2 separate regions of the Pan troglodytes genome follow, and region 1 is linked to region 2. Evidence: chromatin contacts called from public Hi-C data. All regions are on one chromosome and are shown on one strand. Each heading gives the region's core, a stretch centred on a gene start, on an enhancer-like site or on the middle of the called end of the contact. The rest is flanking DNA. Distances are from core to core; before and after follow the strand shown. Region 1 overlaps GALNT17 (polypeptide N-acetylgalactosaminyltransferase 17). Region 2 holds the start of GALNT17 (polypeptide N-acetylgalactosaminyltransferase 17).

Region 1 (3,040 bases), core at 221-2,720, 180 kb after region 2:
GCTGGAGTGCAGTGGCATGATCTCAGCTCACTGCAGCCTCTGCCTCCTGGGTTCATGCCATTCTCCTGCCTCAGCCTCCCGAGTAGCTGGGATTACAGGTGCCCGCCACCACAACTGGCTAATTTTTGTATTTTTAGTGGAGATGGGGTTTCACTATGTTGGGCAGGCTGGTCTTGAACTCCTGACCTCAAGTGATCTGCCCACCTTGGCCTCCCAAAGTGCTGGGATGACAAGCGTGAGCCACCACCCCTGGTCCCTGCTTTCATTTCTTTGGGGTTTATGCCCAGAAGTAAAATTCCTGGATCCTGTGGTAATTCTATGTTTAACTTTTTGCAGAACCGCCATACTGTTTTCCGTAGGGATTGCAGCATTTTGCATTCCCATCAGCCGTGCACAAGGTACCACTTTCTCCACATCCTTGCCAACACTTGTTATTTTGTTTTCTTGACAGTAGCCATTTTAATGGGTGTGAGGTGGTATCTCATTGTGGTTTATGTCACATTTTTGAGTATACGTTTTACCCTGCTGGGTATATGTTATTACACTAGGTGCTGGCTTACAGAGGCAATAAGACCCACTTTCTGCCATGAGAGAGGAAACTCACAATCTGTTGGAGGAGACGAGCATCTAAACGGAAAATTATAATACAGCTTATCAAGTGCTATGATAGAGACAGGTCTTAAGAGAGCAGAGAGTGGATGCAATGGAGGAAGACTTCCTGGTCTTCATAGCCCCACCTCTAGGAAGTCTTCCTTGGTTGCACCCACTCTGTGCTCCGTTAAGACCTGTCTCTGGAGTAGCAGTAGAGTTCCTACTCAACTTCTCATTTTCTGATTCCTTCTACCAAGTTAGGCATACTCATTAGAAGGAACCAGAAAATGAGAAGTTAAATCTGAAGTCCAAGTGGTTGGTGAGTATTGGTTAGAGCACTATTTTTAGAATAGAACAATGCTTATGAGTGAAGCATTTTTTTTTTCTTTTCATTTGTGCATTTCTCTGGCTCTGGGAGATTGTAAAGATTACTTCATTGGGATGCTTAGCTCACAGTTTCTGGTTATTAGAAAGAGGCCACACTGAGACCTTTGGGAGAAAAGGGGCACAGCAAGTGGGTAGGTGGGACGTGCCTCACTGAGCCTGATTCAGGGGTCTTGTGTGTTTTCCATTTCATCCAATTCTGGGAAGTCTGAAGGCTCCGGGTCAGAGGGGAGTTTGTTGCATGGGGACAGTTGTCTGGAAAGCTCAGTGACAAAGTAGCAAATAGGAGCAAGGAAACAAAGTATATAAAGACCTGCTATTTAGGAATGGCACTATTCTTGTCGTGGTGACTCACATTTGTCAAGCCTTGAAGGATATTTGCAGAGGAAGAAAGAAGCATTGGATTGCAGCTTGGAGGGAGCAGATCCTGGCTGCCAGTGCCGGGACCAAGGCAGCGTGTGATCTCACCCGTGTTGCCAAGGGTCATCCCACACCCAGACTGTTCGGTTTCCATTCTCATTCCTTGGCATTGCCTTTTATAGAACTGCTTTCAAAAGAGGCATTGGGGCTGATGTCACAGGATCACTATGTGTTTCTCAGGAGTAGGGAGGGAATGAATAGAATTTTTCTGAACATTCTGTACCAAATTCACTGCCCTCCCTCCATTTGATTTAGGACTTATATCTTCAGCATCCTCTCTTTGTTAGGCTCCTCTGTCTGTCCCCCTGGCTAGATCAAGAGCCCCTCTGTATCCCCAGAACCTTGCAGCTTCAGGCACTTTGCACGAGATAAATAAACATGGATGCAATGAGAAAAGGGATGTGACGGGTATTGGGGAAGACAAGCCAGCAACTGCTCTGGGCTCTGCTTTGGAAGTGCCTTTCATTTCTCTTTAGTTTTTTTGTTTTTTTTTTTTGAAATGGAGCCACGCTCTGTTGCCCAGGCTGGAGTGCAGTGGCACGATCTCAGCTCACTGCAACCTCTGCCTTTCGGATTCAATGGATTTCTTATGGCTCAGCCTCCCAAGTAGCTGGATTACAGGCAAGCACCATTACGCCTGGGTAATTTTTGTATGTTTAGTAGAGACGGGGTTTCACCATGTTGGCCATACTGGTCTCGAACTCCTGACCTCAGGTGATCTGCCCACCTCGGCCTCCCAAAGTGTTGGGATTACAGATGTGAGCCACTGTGCCCAGCTCATTTCTTTTTACTCTCTATCCACCACTTGTCCTAGCTCAAATCCTTTTGAGTCTGACTTGGACAGCTGATGTGACCCTCTACCTAGTCTTTTTTCCCTTCAGCACCATTTTTCCAACTCTTGTCAGAGTCATTTTTATGCTGTCATTGCATCCAGACCTGATCATTTCTTTTCTCTTTCCTACTCAAAACCTTTCTTGGTTCACTGTGACTCAGTGAATAAATCCATGACCCTTGGCAGTCTAATTCCTGTTTGTCTTTCCAGCCTCGCCATCCTGCCCAGCTACCTCCCTCCCATCTCATTCCCTGCTAAATTTGCTTCTTCCTTATGTGAGTTGAGGCACACGCTTTCCCTTCTGCTGGGAAGGAGTTTCCACCCCTCCGAGACCACATCCAAATGTTATCTCCTTGAGGAAGCCATGCATGCTCCCTGCCGAGACCAAGGAGAGAAAACCATGCCTTCGTCTGGGTTCGCATAACTTTTGTCTACACTTTCGTCGTGTCATTTACTGCAAAAGTTGTCCCCCAAGCTATCCTTTTATTTACATTTGCTTATTAATTTCAAGAATTATTTGAGATAGTATTCAAATTACATACTAGAGGAATATTCCTATGAATATAGGATATTATAATGATAATAAGAGTTATATTAAGGAATTCCCATAATAAAGGGTGGAGGGAGAGTGGGGATGAATTTGGGGTCATGTAAACACAAACTGCATATGCTGTGATGTTTAGCACATTTGCCAGAAATGTTTAGAATACTTATTTCTAAACTTGGACCTCTACTTTCTACCAGCCGACACTAAGAGAGAAATATATTGATATGATTTGGCTGTGTCCCCACCCGGATCTCATCTTGAATTCC
Region 2 (3,472 bases), core at 657-3,156:
GTCTCCCACTCCCAAATATGCACACACTTGAGAGTCAGCCTCAAGCACATACTTAGAGCCACTTACTGCTGCTCGGGCACCCTAGCCCAATGCCTCAGCCTCCCTGGCTTCAGTCCTGCGGCTGAGTGAATGCTCAAAAATTATTTTTGCAGAAGCTTCCATTGATTGTGCTAGCTCCATCGGTAGTGTGGTTATAATAACACCCAACTCAACTGGATACTCCATGAGATGCTCAGTAACCCAAGTTTCTTCCCACACAGCCTCTCTCTTGCCTAACATGTGTGGCTAAAAATCATCCCTTGTGCCTTTTTAACTGTTTTGTGTCCACTTTCAGGTAGATTATACAAAGCATGCGCCCTGAGGACCCGATTGCACCCAGGCAGAGAATTCCAAGCGAATGAAATAAAAAGACTATTTTTTTGCATATACATTTCTATGTTAAAAATCAAAACTTAATACACAGGCAAAAACAAAACAAGAAACCAAGCCCCAGAAAAAACCAAAACAACCGCAAAAACAAAAACAAAAACTTTAATGAGATCAAAATGATGAGGGGAAAACGACCAGCTCCGTTTAGCTTTGCTGCCTGATTTTTATTAGTTGGCGGCCTGATTTCTATTTTAGACCCAAGGAATTAAATGGATCAACGGGGAGGGGGGGGGGCGTTGAATTCCAGTATTTCGAGTTCCTGGGTTTTGGGAAGAGGAAGAGGTAGTGGAAAACCAGGAGCCAAATGAATATGCTTCTTATAATAAAATTTGAACAGAGCAGTGGGTGGGCCTAGAAGCAGTGAATGGGTAGGTTAGAATTCTCGCACGCAGAGAACCCCCTCAAGCCCGCTCACGCCCGGCCTGGCTCCGAAAGTCTCAGAATCCGAGCCTCCAGGCCAGATTTTCCCTCTAGCCATTCCTGGCCACGCAGCGCGGAGCCGCGAGCACACAGAAAAGGATGTCTTCATCGCCAACCGGGATGGAACGAACCCGCCCGCTCGGGGAGTACTGAGAACTAAAGGGTCCCTCCAGCGCCGGCCGCAGCCAGCATGCCTTGACTGCCTCCATCCCGCGCGGTCCCCACTCTCCAGAAGCCCCCGCCCTGCCCGGGTGCGCGCGCACGAGTCGGCGAGACGGGGAGCTGTGCGCTCGGCAGCCTGCGGGAGGCGGCGGCGGCCGACAGCCTCTCGGGGACAGGGTGGCGAAGAGCGGCGGAGGAGGAGCTGGCGCCGCCGCCGCTCCCCTCGGACCGCGCCCCGCCCTCCGCCGCCACCTGCGCGTCCCCTCCGGGCTCCTCAGCTCCGGGGCTGTGTGGCTCTCGGTGCCGCAGCGGCGGTGTCACCGCGTCCGCCAATTGGGAGACTCGGCGTTTGGCTCCCGGGGGCGCGGGACGAGCCGCGCGGCCGGATCTGGCGAGCGGAGGGTGATTCGGCGCGCGTACCTCCCCGCTGCGCTGCCCGCGACGTTTTGGGAGGGGGTAGAGAACTGCTGTGACTTTTGAGGTCCGACTCCTTCCGGCCAGCCTCGCGACGCGCCAGCTCCGAGACAGGCCGGTGTGCCCTGAAGGCCCCGAAGGCTCTCGGCGCGGTTTGGGGGCTTGGAACGTGTCCGGGAGCCGGCGGCGCTGTGCGCGCTGGTGAGTTTGCCGGCGGGGTGGGGTGGACCCCGCGCGGGGGGCGGAGAGGACGTAGCGCTCGGCCCGGCGCCCGCCCCCTAGTGCTGCTCCCACTTTGAGAGTAATTGAGACTTGAGCGTGACTGCGGAGCCTGGAGGATGCGGGCGCCCCGAGCGGGCTTCCCCTCTGCCCGGAGCGATGGAGCGGGTCGGTGAGCGGAACAAAGGCGCCCGCCCGGGGGAGCGGGTCTTCCGCTGAAGAGCGCGGGTGGCGCGCCGCGACGGCCGCCTGCGGGCCAGGGTGGAGGCTGTGCGGCCCCAGGCGCAGCGCGCTCCGCCGTGGGCGGGCGGCGATCCCTGAGCCCGGCACCTGCGCGCCGCTCCCTCTGCGCCTCCCGGGCAGCCCCGCCTGCCGGCCTCGGAGTCCGCGGCGCCGGCGGCTAGAGGTCCAGAGGCGAACCACTTGCTGGTGCAGAAGAGAAACCCCCAAGTTCCTGGCCTTTCGCGGAGACGCCTGGAAGGGGTCGTGCGCCGTGGACTGATCAGGCGTCTCGGGGAGCACTTCTGCAGAGCGAGGACTTCCATGTGAGCGATTCCGTTCTCCCCACCACCAACCCGACCTCCCAGCCGTCTCCGCCGCCCGAGCATCCTTGAGGTGGGACGAGCAGGGGCTTGGATCCCTGCCGGCCGTCTGGTGTGTGAGGCTTGCACGGCCCCTGGCTGCCCCGCGCCTCGCCGGAGCCCGAGGGGGCGCGGGTCCGGGGCGAGGGCCGGCCGGGCTGTTTGATGGCTTCACTGAGAAGAGTCAAAGTGCTGTTGGTGTTGAACTTGATCGCGGTAGCTGGCTTCGTGCTCTTCCTGGCCAAGTGCCGGCCCATCGCGGTGCGCAGCGGAGACGCCTTCCACGAGATCCGGCCGCGCGCCGAGGTGGCCAACCTCAGCGCGCACAGCGCCAGCCCCATCCAGGATGCGGTCTTGAAGCGCCTGTCGCTGCTGGAGGACATCGTGTACCGGCAGCTGAATGGTAAGGACGCACGCCGGCGCCTCCGGGGCTCGGCGCGGACGGGCCAGGCACAGGGTGAGCCCCAGGGTCCCTGCGCGCTGCGTCCTGTGCCTGGGAGCCGGCACATCCTGGCTCCCGCGCGCTCCTTCTTACCCTTCCTGCCCCGTTTCGGGCAGATGGCCGGGGCTGCTGGAAAGAACAACTTGCCTGATTCTTTTCTGTGCCCCACCTGCAAATTTGGTTTTATCCTGGAAACATGTCAGTACAGTTGGCTCCCGGTCCCCGCGTGCGGACTGGAAATCATTCCCTGGCGACTCCAGCCCGAGCGCAGAAACTAGTGGAGCGGCCAAATGGGACTGGAGGCGCGCGGGCAGACGTGTAGGAGGAAAATAGTGTTAGAGCCCAGCGTTTGGTGTGGTACCAGTAGGGAGCCTGGGAGATTGGAGGGCTTAGATGTCTGCAGACAAAGTCAAGGCCCCAGGTCGCGGAGCTAATGCGCTTAGGTAGTATATGGGAGGAATATGTCATCTGTCTATGAGGCGAGCTGCTCAGCTAAGAATGAGGACTCCTCCCTTCCTGCCGCCTGTGTTTCTCCTTGGGGGCTGCGGAGGGGCGATTGTTAAAGCTCAGGGTGGGCCTGCGAAGTTTCCAGAATGTAGCAAAGAGAGATGTGGCATCCCATTAGTGACAATTGTCAGAATCTGTCCCATCTAAAATGTTGTGCTCAGTACTTCAGGAGAAGAGGGAGACTTTTTATGTGCTCTCGTCACACCTGGGCCAGGTCATTGGACACTAGCTGTCCCCAACCTCAGAGTGAGTGTTACCTACCTGAGTACAGGCAGGTTTCCAGGATGCGTGGGGTTAT

Evidence for each region. A called contact is a pair of places that touch in the nucleus more often than the background predicts.
Region 1: a contact with region 2 is called in a Hi-C map of stem cell-derived neural progenitor cells, with 3 times the contacts expected there. The contact joins the enhancer-like site here to the promoter of GALNT17 in region 2. A contact is called at or near these places in 1 of 7 Hi-C or Micro-C datasets (stem cell-derived neural progenitor cells) and 1 of 1 datasets of contacts at active chromatin or transcription factors (stem cell-derived excitatory neurons).

Annotation. Positions count from the first base shown.
Region 1 is chr6:79,929,996-79,933,035 of NHGRI_mPanTro3-v2.0_pri, forward strand. All of the region lies in intron 1 of GALNT17 (polypeptide N-acetylgalactosaminyltransferase 17), which reads left to right. Among named protein-coding and RNA genes, the nearest start is that of GALNT17, 180 kb to the left of the region's middle. Within about 2 kb of position 1,471, at least 9 of the 24 cell types and tissues checked have an H3K27ac peak or open chromatin away from gene starts, as enhancers often do. A contact at or near this core is called in stem cell-derived neural progenitor cells, where this site is marked.
Region 2 is chr6:79,753,526-79,756,997 of NHGRI_mPanTro3-v2.0_pri, forward strand. GALNT17 (polypeptide N-acetylgalactosaminyltransferase 17) reads left to right here and starts at 1,907. Exons shown (of 11, transcript XM_016957563.4): 1 at 1,907-2,628. The coding sequence starts at 2,391.